Linked DNA regions of Triticum aestivum: region 1 is linked to region 2. The links are chromatin contacts, called in public Hi-C maps. All regions are on one chromosome and are shown on one strand. The core of a region is the stretch at or near the end of the contact, and the rest is flanking DNA. Distances in the headings are between cores, read along the strand shown.

The links. Hi-C and Micro-C count contacts between places; a contact is called where the count stands out from the background.
Region 1: a contact with region 2 is called in a Hi-C map of leaf, with 4 times the contacts expected there. The contact joins the promoter of LOC123137900 here to the promoter of LOC123137896 in region 2. A contact is called at or near these places in 3 of 5 Hi-C or Micro-C datasets (all in leaf).

The regions. Positions count from the first base shown.
Region 1 is chr6B:542,625,870-542,629,867 of IWGSC CS RefSeq v2.1, reverse strand. LOC123137900 (pectin acetylesterase 8) reads right to left here and starts at 1,497. Exons shown (of 12, transcript XM_044557784.1): 1 at 1,130-1,497; 2 at 968-1,050; 3 at 745-874; 4 at 517-641; 5 at 265-351; 6 at 42-166. The coding sequence starts at 1,262.
Region 2 is chr6B:542,353,753-542,357,897 of IWGSC CS RefSeq v2.1, reverse strand. LOC123137896 (myricetin 3-O-rhamnoside 1,2-glucosyltransferase UGT709G2) reads right to left here and starts at 2,239. Exons shown (of 1, transcript XM_044557759.1): 1 at 197-2,239. The coding sequence starts at 1,859. The coding sequence ends at 420.

The DNA.
Region 1 (3,998 bases), core at 248-2,747, 270 kb before region 2:
GCAAAAACAGATAGTAGCATGCTTTTGTTCTTCTGCCTTACACGTTGATGAAGAAACCAGCATCTGAAAGGCATTTAACATTGGCATCCACTGGCAGGAGCTGATGAAATCTGTCGCAGTGCAGTATCGAAGTTAGCCCACCAGCAGAACATCCCGAAATCAGAGCCTGCCACGTCCTTGGAAAAGGAGGAAATTAGAGCCTGCTACATTTTCTTTGGTCACATGCCAATGCCAGGCATATATTGTGCTGATAAGAATGCATACATTTTCAGCTTTGTTCATTCCTTTCGCGAGCAGATCTTCTATAACTGCTTGCCACACCCTCGCACCTCTGTAGTGTAGCTCTGTGCTCTGTCCATATTTACAAAAATCGGTAAAGGGTAATATATCAAGAAGATATAAGAGTATAAGTGTACCCAGCCTTTCCAACAGCACAATACCAAGTAGTGACACTAAGGATGCACACACCCAAATGATTTTCAGATTGCAAAAATAAAGCAAAGACTTTACGCATACTGGTACTAATGCCGGTAGCAGCAAACATGAAGTATATGCGCTCACAGGATCAACTTCTTCCTTGTCGCCGGTGAAAGACGAGCCGTCGCAGTACCGAACCTTGACCTTGTTCCAGTTGTAGAAGTCTGTTTTTGACAAATTGCGCACTCATTATTGAGCACATAAATTCCAACTAAAAAGAAAAGCATAAACATGATTGGATGACCAGGTGGTGAAACTGAAGTATACCTGGGTTGTAACCCGACGCGTTGCTCAAGATCCCGGTGAAAGCAACCCGCTTGGCCATCTCCTTGGACGACCCCAACGGGGTGCGCGACCGTTGCAGGCAGGTCATCGCATTGTTGCACCACGCCCCTCCCTGCCGCCACCATGGAATCGAGCTCAGCACATTTTTCTTGGCATGCACAGAATTCTGTAGTAAGTGCCATGGCGATGAGTGAATTTGACTGACCTCGAAATGAACCAACCAGCTGTTCACCCCGGAGCCGGAGCCCGGGTCGAGATGGTACGCCGGGGGGCTCCCGTCCAGACATACTAGCAGCACGATTCACAAGATCACACGTCAGACTAGGATAAGTGAGATGCCGAGAAGCGCAGCGATGGTGAGACTGACCTGCTCCCTTGGCCACGGCGCTCTCGACGTAGGTAATGTCGACGAGATGGTCGTCGTCCCCGTGCGCCCCGAGGAACGCCAGCGCGCAGGCGAACGCCGAGCACCAGAGACGGAGCTTGCTTCCGCTCCCCATGGAATCCACGGCAGGGAGCGAGCGTGAGGAGGAAGAGATGGTGGAGGGTCAGGGAAGAACACACGCATACATACATACATATATGCCCGGCCAACGAGGGGCCGGCCAGCCATGGACCATGGTCGATGGTACTGGTAAGAGGGAGGCCGGAAATTACCTGGTGGAACGCATGGTAGCCGGAGGGAGACCGGAACGTGGACCTGCTGGAACGGACGGAAGACGCCGTCTCGTGCCAATCTCGCAGCCACAGGATGGTCTCTTGTGCAGTAGGGACAAAAAGGCAAGACCGAGGAGTGGGGCGGAACAGACGTCGCAGGTGCCTCGAGCTTCCCAATGCCAACTGCACGGGGGTTCCTTAGAGCATCTCTGGCCAGGCCCTCAACAAGCCTCCCCAGGCGCATTTTTAGACGCCGGCAAGCAAAAAATGATCCACTTAAGGTCCCAGGAACCAGTTTTGCGTCGGTTTTGACGAAAGTTACGGCCGGCACGCCCATTCCAAACCCAGTCCCCTAGGAGGCAGCTGGGCACGCCGGCATCTCTTTTTCGTATGCAACGGCCCACTTGCCAGCCTCTCTTTCTCCCCTCTCTGTCATCTCTCCTCTTCTTTCTCTCCTTTCTTTCTCCTCTCTCCTCTCCTCTTCCTTCCACCACGGCACCACCTACCACACACAGCCGGAGCGGGGCTTGCGCGGCCGTGGCGGCGCACGCATGGCCGGGGCGGGGCTCGCGCTCGCGCGGCCGGAGCAGAGCATGGCCGGGGCTTGCGGAGCGGAGCCCGCATGGCCAGGGCGGGGAGGGGCTCACGGAGCGGAGCGCGCATGGCCAGATGGGGAGCCATGGCGGCGCGGCGGCGAGGCCGCCGCTCGTGCTCGAAGAGCTCATGTCGGCGCCGGATTCCAGCATCAGCAATGCCTCCTCCCCTTCGCCTCCTCGCCCTTCTCCTCCTCCTCCACCTCCCCTTCGCCCTCGCCTCCCGCCGTCCGTCTCCACCGCGCGCTCCGTCCTCGCCTCCTCCAAGAACGTCAACCTCACCACCGCCGCTACCAACTGCCTCACTGCCCTCTCCCTCTCCTCGAACCGCCTCGCGCCGCCGCCCTCGCCGTCGGGCTCATGCCCGCCTCCGCCTCGCTCCTCCACCTCTACGACTGCTGGTCCGCCTACAAGTACGTCAACTTCTCCCGGACCATCTACGACACCATGGCTACCTCAACGACACCATCACCGTCAACAACAACTACATCTCCATGCTCGCCGCGCTGAAGCGGTACGGCGACGACACGTTCGTCTGGGCGCCACCGTAGATGGAGCGTGACAGGTACTGGCCTTCGCCCGCGGCCTCGGGGGGCGACGTGGACGCGCTCGGCGTGCCCAAGGGGCTCCCCGCGGACGCGACGGTGTGCGGCGCTGGGTGCGACTACAAGACGGTGCGAGAGACGGTGTGCAGCGTCGGGCCTCACCTCCATCCATGCGCGTCCGCGCCTTCACCAGTTTGCGAGTCACCGGCAAGCTGCCCCGGCCTCAAGTTGCCTCCGCTGTCGGGCTTCACCGGCAAGCAGCATCGCCCCCCGCCGTGCGCGGGCGTCGTCTTCTCCATGGTCACCCCACGAGTCACGCCCGCGTCCACGCTCGCCGGGTTCCTCACCGGGCACGCGGGGCACGAGGACGGAGCGGCGGCGGTCGAGCTCGTGGGCTCGTGCGCAGTGCATTCGTCGGTCGGGTGGGGGACGGCTGGAATTTTTTTTGTCCCAGATGCAAAATATCCGCCGATGCATTCCAGGAGGCCGAAAAAACGCCTCCTGGGGACACAACGGCTGGAGATGCTCTTAGTCCTGCTCCTTGCCGTGCGTGCCGGCCTACGTTTGTTTTCCATGAATGGAGAGGCCGGGATGGCAATGAGTATACATACATTCCTCACGTACCCGTGGTAAAATTCCAATTAGAGTAAGAGCAATCCGGCCCCTACGTACACGGACGCGCCCGGGCACGCATCAGAATGAACTCTCATGGCTCGTGTCTGGCATTCACATATCTCAAATTCAGACTCTTAAATACATACAAATTCATGCACATTCATCATACACGCCAATATCACGCGTAAATAACAAATCTTGATAATGAAAATACATAGTTCTTACATAAAATTTATTTGAAGTACAGAACTCAAACATTAGCTCTTTGGTTTTCATTGTGGGCTCACATATACTTTACAAGATTACTGGGCAGCTGTGCGTGTACCTGATTATCTCGAAGATTCTGGTGCATCTGCAAAAAGTTCATAGTTTGCATCTTGATCTTCCTGGATTTGAACTTGTTCTCCAGGAGCTTCAAAAACATTGGTTTGAGCAACACCATCACCCTCATTCTCGACAATCACATTGTGAAAAATAACACAACATGTCATCAGCTGCCACAAAGTTTCTGATTCCCACATCGTTGCAGCTACACGAACAATTCCCCAACGAGCTTGAGGCACTCCGAAATGCCCTTTCCACATCCTTTCTAGATGCTTAATGCATTGATGCAAAGCGGTTTTGTTTGTTGTCGTGTGGTTCAGATATGGTCTTCACAATGCTGCCCACTGAGGATAGATACCATCGACAAGATAGTATCATATGTTATAGTCACGACCGTTGACAATGTAGTTGCACAATAGTGATTCCCCATTACAAAGCCTCCTGAACACGGGAGATCGTTGATGCACGCTGATGTCGTTGTGAGGACCTGGCATTCCAAAGA
Region 2 (4,145 bases), core at 990-3,489:
CACCAATGATGTTCGGTCATTGTTAATCAAGTACTCCCTTTGTCTAGAAAAAAATATGAACATTTACAATAGTAAATCTATATGATGTGAAAGTGTATTCAATAATAAATCTAATGATCTTGATTTATTATTATATATGTTAATATTTCTATCTATAAACTTTATAAGTTTGATATTGATCAAAGTAATACGCGGAGTAAATAAAAACGGAGAGTAACTGGTAAGCCAAGGTAGCGAGATGTGACAATTGAACATCCTAGCGAATTGTCACGGTGCAATGTGGTATCACAAGGATTTAGCAGCAACAAATGTCATCTCAAATCGGCATTGTCATGTTCGTTGCCTTTTGGCAAGACTCACACAGCAACAACGATATGATGCCAGTAACAAGGTGCCAATGCCGGCCAGCCGGCTGGCCGTCATTCTTTGTCCGGACTTGGTGTGGAGCACCGCGTGCTGATGCTGAGCTCATTAATGAAGCCGACGAGCCGCTTGAACTCATTGGCCGACGAGCCCCCTTGGGCGATGTCCCGTCTCACCTGCTGCGCCAGCGCTTGAGCCGACCTCCTTAGCTCGACGGACTCCATGGCCTCCCTCACCATCCGTTCCACGACGGCTCTCTCGCACACGTCCTTCATGTCCAGCCCGGTGCCCCACACGGCGCCCATGAACCGGCTGTTGGTCTGCTGGTCCACGAAGAAGGGCCAGCACACCGTCGGCACGCCCTCGGTGACGCTCTCTAGCGTGGAGTTCCACCCTGCATGCGTCAGGAAGCAGCCCACTGCCCGGTGGCGCAGCACGTCCCGCTGCGGCGCCCACTCCACGACGCGGGCCTTGCCTCTCCCGGCCGCCTTGATGGCGTCCTGGAGGACGGCATTCTGGCTCGCCCCGACCATGTCCGGCCTGAGCACCCAAAGGAAGGGGTGGCCGGCGCCGACGAGCCCGGACAGGAACTCGGTGAACTCCTCGACCGAAATGATGGCAAGGCTGCCCAAGCTCACGTACACGACGGTTCCGTCCGTCTGGCTGTCGAGCCACGCCGTGCAGCCGTCGTCCTCCCGCCACAAGGCGCCGCCGGCCGCCGGCTCCTGGAACATGGCGTGGAGAGGGCCAATGGCGAAGACGTCGCGCATGTGCGGCGCGATGTGCGCGAGCGCTGACCGCTCCAGAGACGCGGTCGTGTTGAGTATGAGCGCCCGCGCGTTGCAGCTGTGTGCGCTGAATTCGGCGATTATCCGAAGCATGGGGTGGAGGTCGCCGGACTCGTCGTGCCCGCGGCAAAAACTTGGAAGATCGCGCCGCCGCAGGAAGCCCTCCATTCCCGGAACGCCACGGACGGGCGCGTCGAGGTCGGCGCCTGCCGGGACAGGAACCTCGCCGAGCTCCACGAGCTTGGGCACGGAGAGGTAAGCGAGGAAGCTGCACGCGCTGGCCGTTCGGAAGGCGAGCGCCGGGACGCCGAGCTCCTCAGCGACGTCGATCGCGAACGGGAGCATCCCGTCAGCGACGACGCAGGTCACGGGAGGGAAGCCATCGTCGCGGGGCGCGCCCGCGCGCAGGGACGTGAGCAGAGCACGGTACGCGACCCTCGTCGTCGTCATCATGGACTCCACGAGCGCGACGAGGTCACCCGCCGTGCGGGGATTATCGTCCGGGAGGCCGTCGGTGACGGACAGGAACCGGAGCCGCGGCGAATCAGCCTCCGCCTTGACGGCGGCAAGGCCTAGCCTCCGCCAGTTGTGGTCGGTGTGAAGGAAGGTGACGTGGAGGCCGGCGTCGAGGAGCCCCGCGGCGAAGTGGAGCATGCAGTTGATGTGGCCCTGCGCCGGGCACGGGAACACCAGCACGTGCGCCGCCATGCCGTCGCTAGCTTCGCCTGCACCTGCGCGCGCTCACCTGTCGTTGTGACGCAGCTGGGTTTCTTTTCTTCCGGCTTTCAGTAGTGAGGCTGGCATGGGCGCATGGTGCATCTATAGAGAGAGAGAGGTGTGCAGGCGCAGCAGCACACGTCAGCAATTACGTGTCGGAGAAGGGCGGTGGCGGCGGCTAGCGCTTGCAAGCTTCAGCTACTTAATTACCTTATAAATTACGTAGCCGATGCCGTCATCACCGAGCAAACGGGATGGACCGATAAATCGATTGGCATGTGACGAGCTAGCTAACGCGAGCGTGTGGCCAGATTCTAGTGGACGCAGAGAATGAAACAAAGAGAAGCTGCCCCGCAAGATTCTAGACCTCGTACAAGAGCTCTTTTATGGTACCCTATACTGCTTGGCGCGAGGGGACCAGTATAATTAAATCTCACCGTTGAAACGGGATTGTTGATGGGCCAAGATGCCATTCCATTTTGTAGTAATAGCAGAGAATCGGCATCGCCTGCTCGCTCTCATCGCGGCCATGCTCTCCTCACGTACATACATGGAACCAACACTTGGCGGCCACAGCTACGTCAGCGCCCTCCTCCGTCCTGCCTAGGTGCCATGGCCGGGACAACGAACTTCGGTACACGGCAAGCCTATGCGTTGATGGACAACGGCGCAAAGTGGTTTCCTCCCTGTCGTTGTGAACAAAGACAAAACGAGCGCGGTGTGGGGTATGCTCAGCCAGCCATGGGAGGGGCGGAAGCCAACGCCTCATGGCTGTCGGACCTATTGGAGAAGAAGAGCACGGTCTGGGCCGAGGCCTACGCCATGCTGCCGAGCGCCGGATCCATGCACGGCGAAGGAACGAGACTCGGGCTTGCTGAGTGAGGGAAGGCGGGCTGGAGAAGAAAGAGGAGGCACGGCAGTCACCACCGGAACTCTACCAGAGTTGGCGGACGAGAACAACGGGCGGGGTGGCGGTTTGAGGTGAATCGTAGAAGTCCCAGAATGCCCTCGGAACATGTATACTGGGTGGTCGAGAACGACCGGCGCTACTAATACTGCTCGCCATGTTGTTGGCCTGATCACAGCAGCACAGATCCGTCATGGCCGTTTGATTTCGCGGATGGACGGTCTTTAATCACTGCAGGGTACCCTAAAAAAGCTCTCGTAAAGCTCTTTTATGGTACCCTATACTGCTTGGCGCGAGGGGACCAGTATAATTAAATCCCATCGTTGAAACGGGATTGTTGATGGGCCAAGATGCCATCCCATTTCGTAGTAATAGCAGAGAATCGGCATCGCCTGCTCGCTCTCATCGCGGCCATGCTCTCCTCACGTACATACATGGAACCAACACTTGGCGACCACAGCTACGTCAGCGCCCTCCTCCGTCCTGCCTAGGCGCCATGGCCGGGACAACGAACTTCGGTACACGGCAAGCCTATGCGTTGATGGACAACGGCGCAAAGTGGTTTCCTCCCTGTCGTTGTGAACAAAGACAAAACGAGCGCGGTGTGGGGTATGCTCAGCCAGCCATGGGAGGGGCGGAAGCCAACGCCTCATGGCTGTCGGACCTATTGGAGAAGAAGAGCACGGTCTGGGCCGAGGCCTACGCCATGCTGCCGAGCGCCGGATCCATGCACGGCGAAGGAACGAGACTCGGGCTTGCTGAGTGAGGGAAGGCGGGCTGGAGAAGAAAGAGGAGGCACGACAGTCACCACCGGAACTCTACCAGAGTCGGCGGACGAGAACAACGAGCGGGGTGGCGGTTTGAGGTGAATCGTAGAAGTCCTAGAATGCCCTCGAAACATGTATACTGGGTGGTCGAGAACGATCGGTGCTACTAATACTGCTCGCCATGTTGTTGGCCTGATCACAGCAGCACAGATCCGTCATGGCCGTTTGATTTCGCGGATGGACGGTCTTTAATCACTGCAGGGTACCCTAAAAAAGCTCTCGTAGAGCTCTTTTATGGTACCCTATACTGCTTGGCGCTATAATTAAATCCCACCGTTGAAACGGGATTGTTGATGGGCCAAGATGCCATCCCATTTTGTAGTAATAGCAGAGAATCGGCATCGCCTGCTCGCTCTCATCGCGGCCATGCTCTCCTCACGTACATACATGGAACCAACACTTGGCGACCACAGCTACGTCAGCGCCCTCCTCCGTCCTGCCTAGGCGCCATGGCCGGGACAACGAACTTCGGTACACGGCAAGCCTATGCGTTGATGGACAATGGCGCAAAGTGGTTTCCTCCCTGTCGTTGTGAACAAAGAA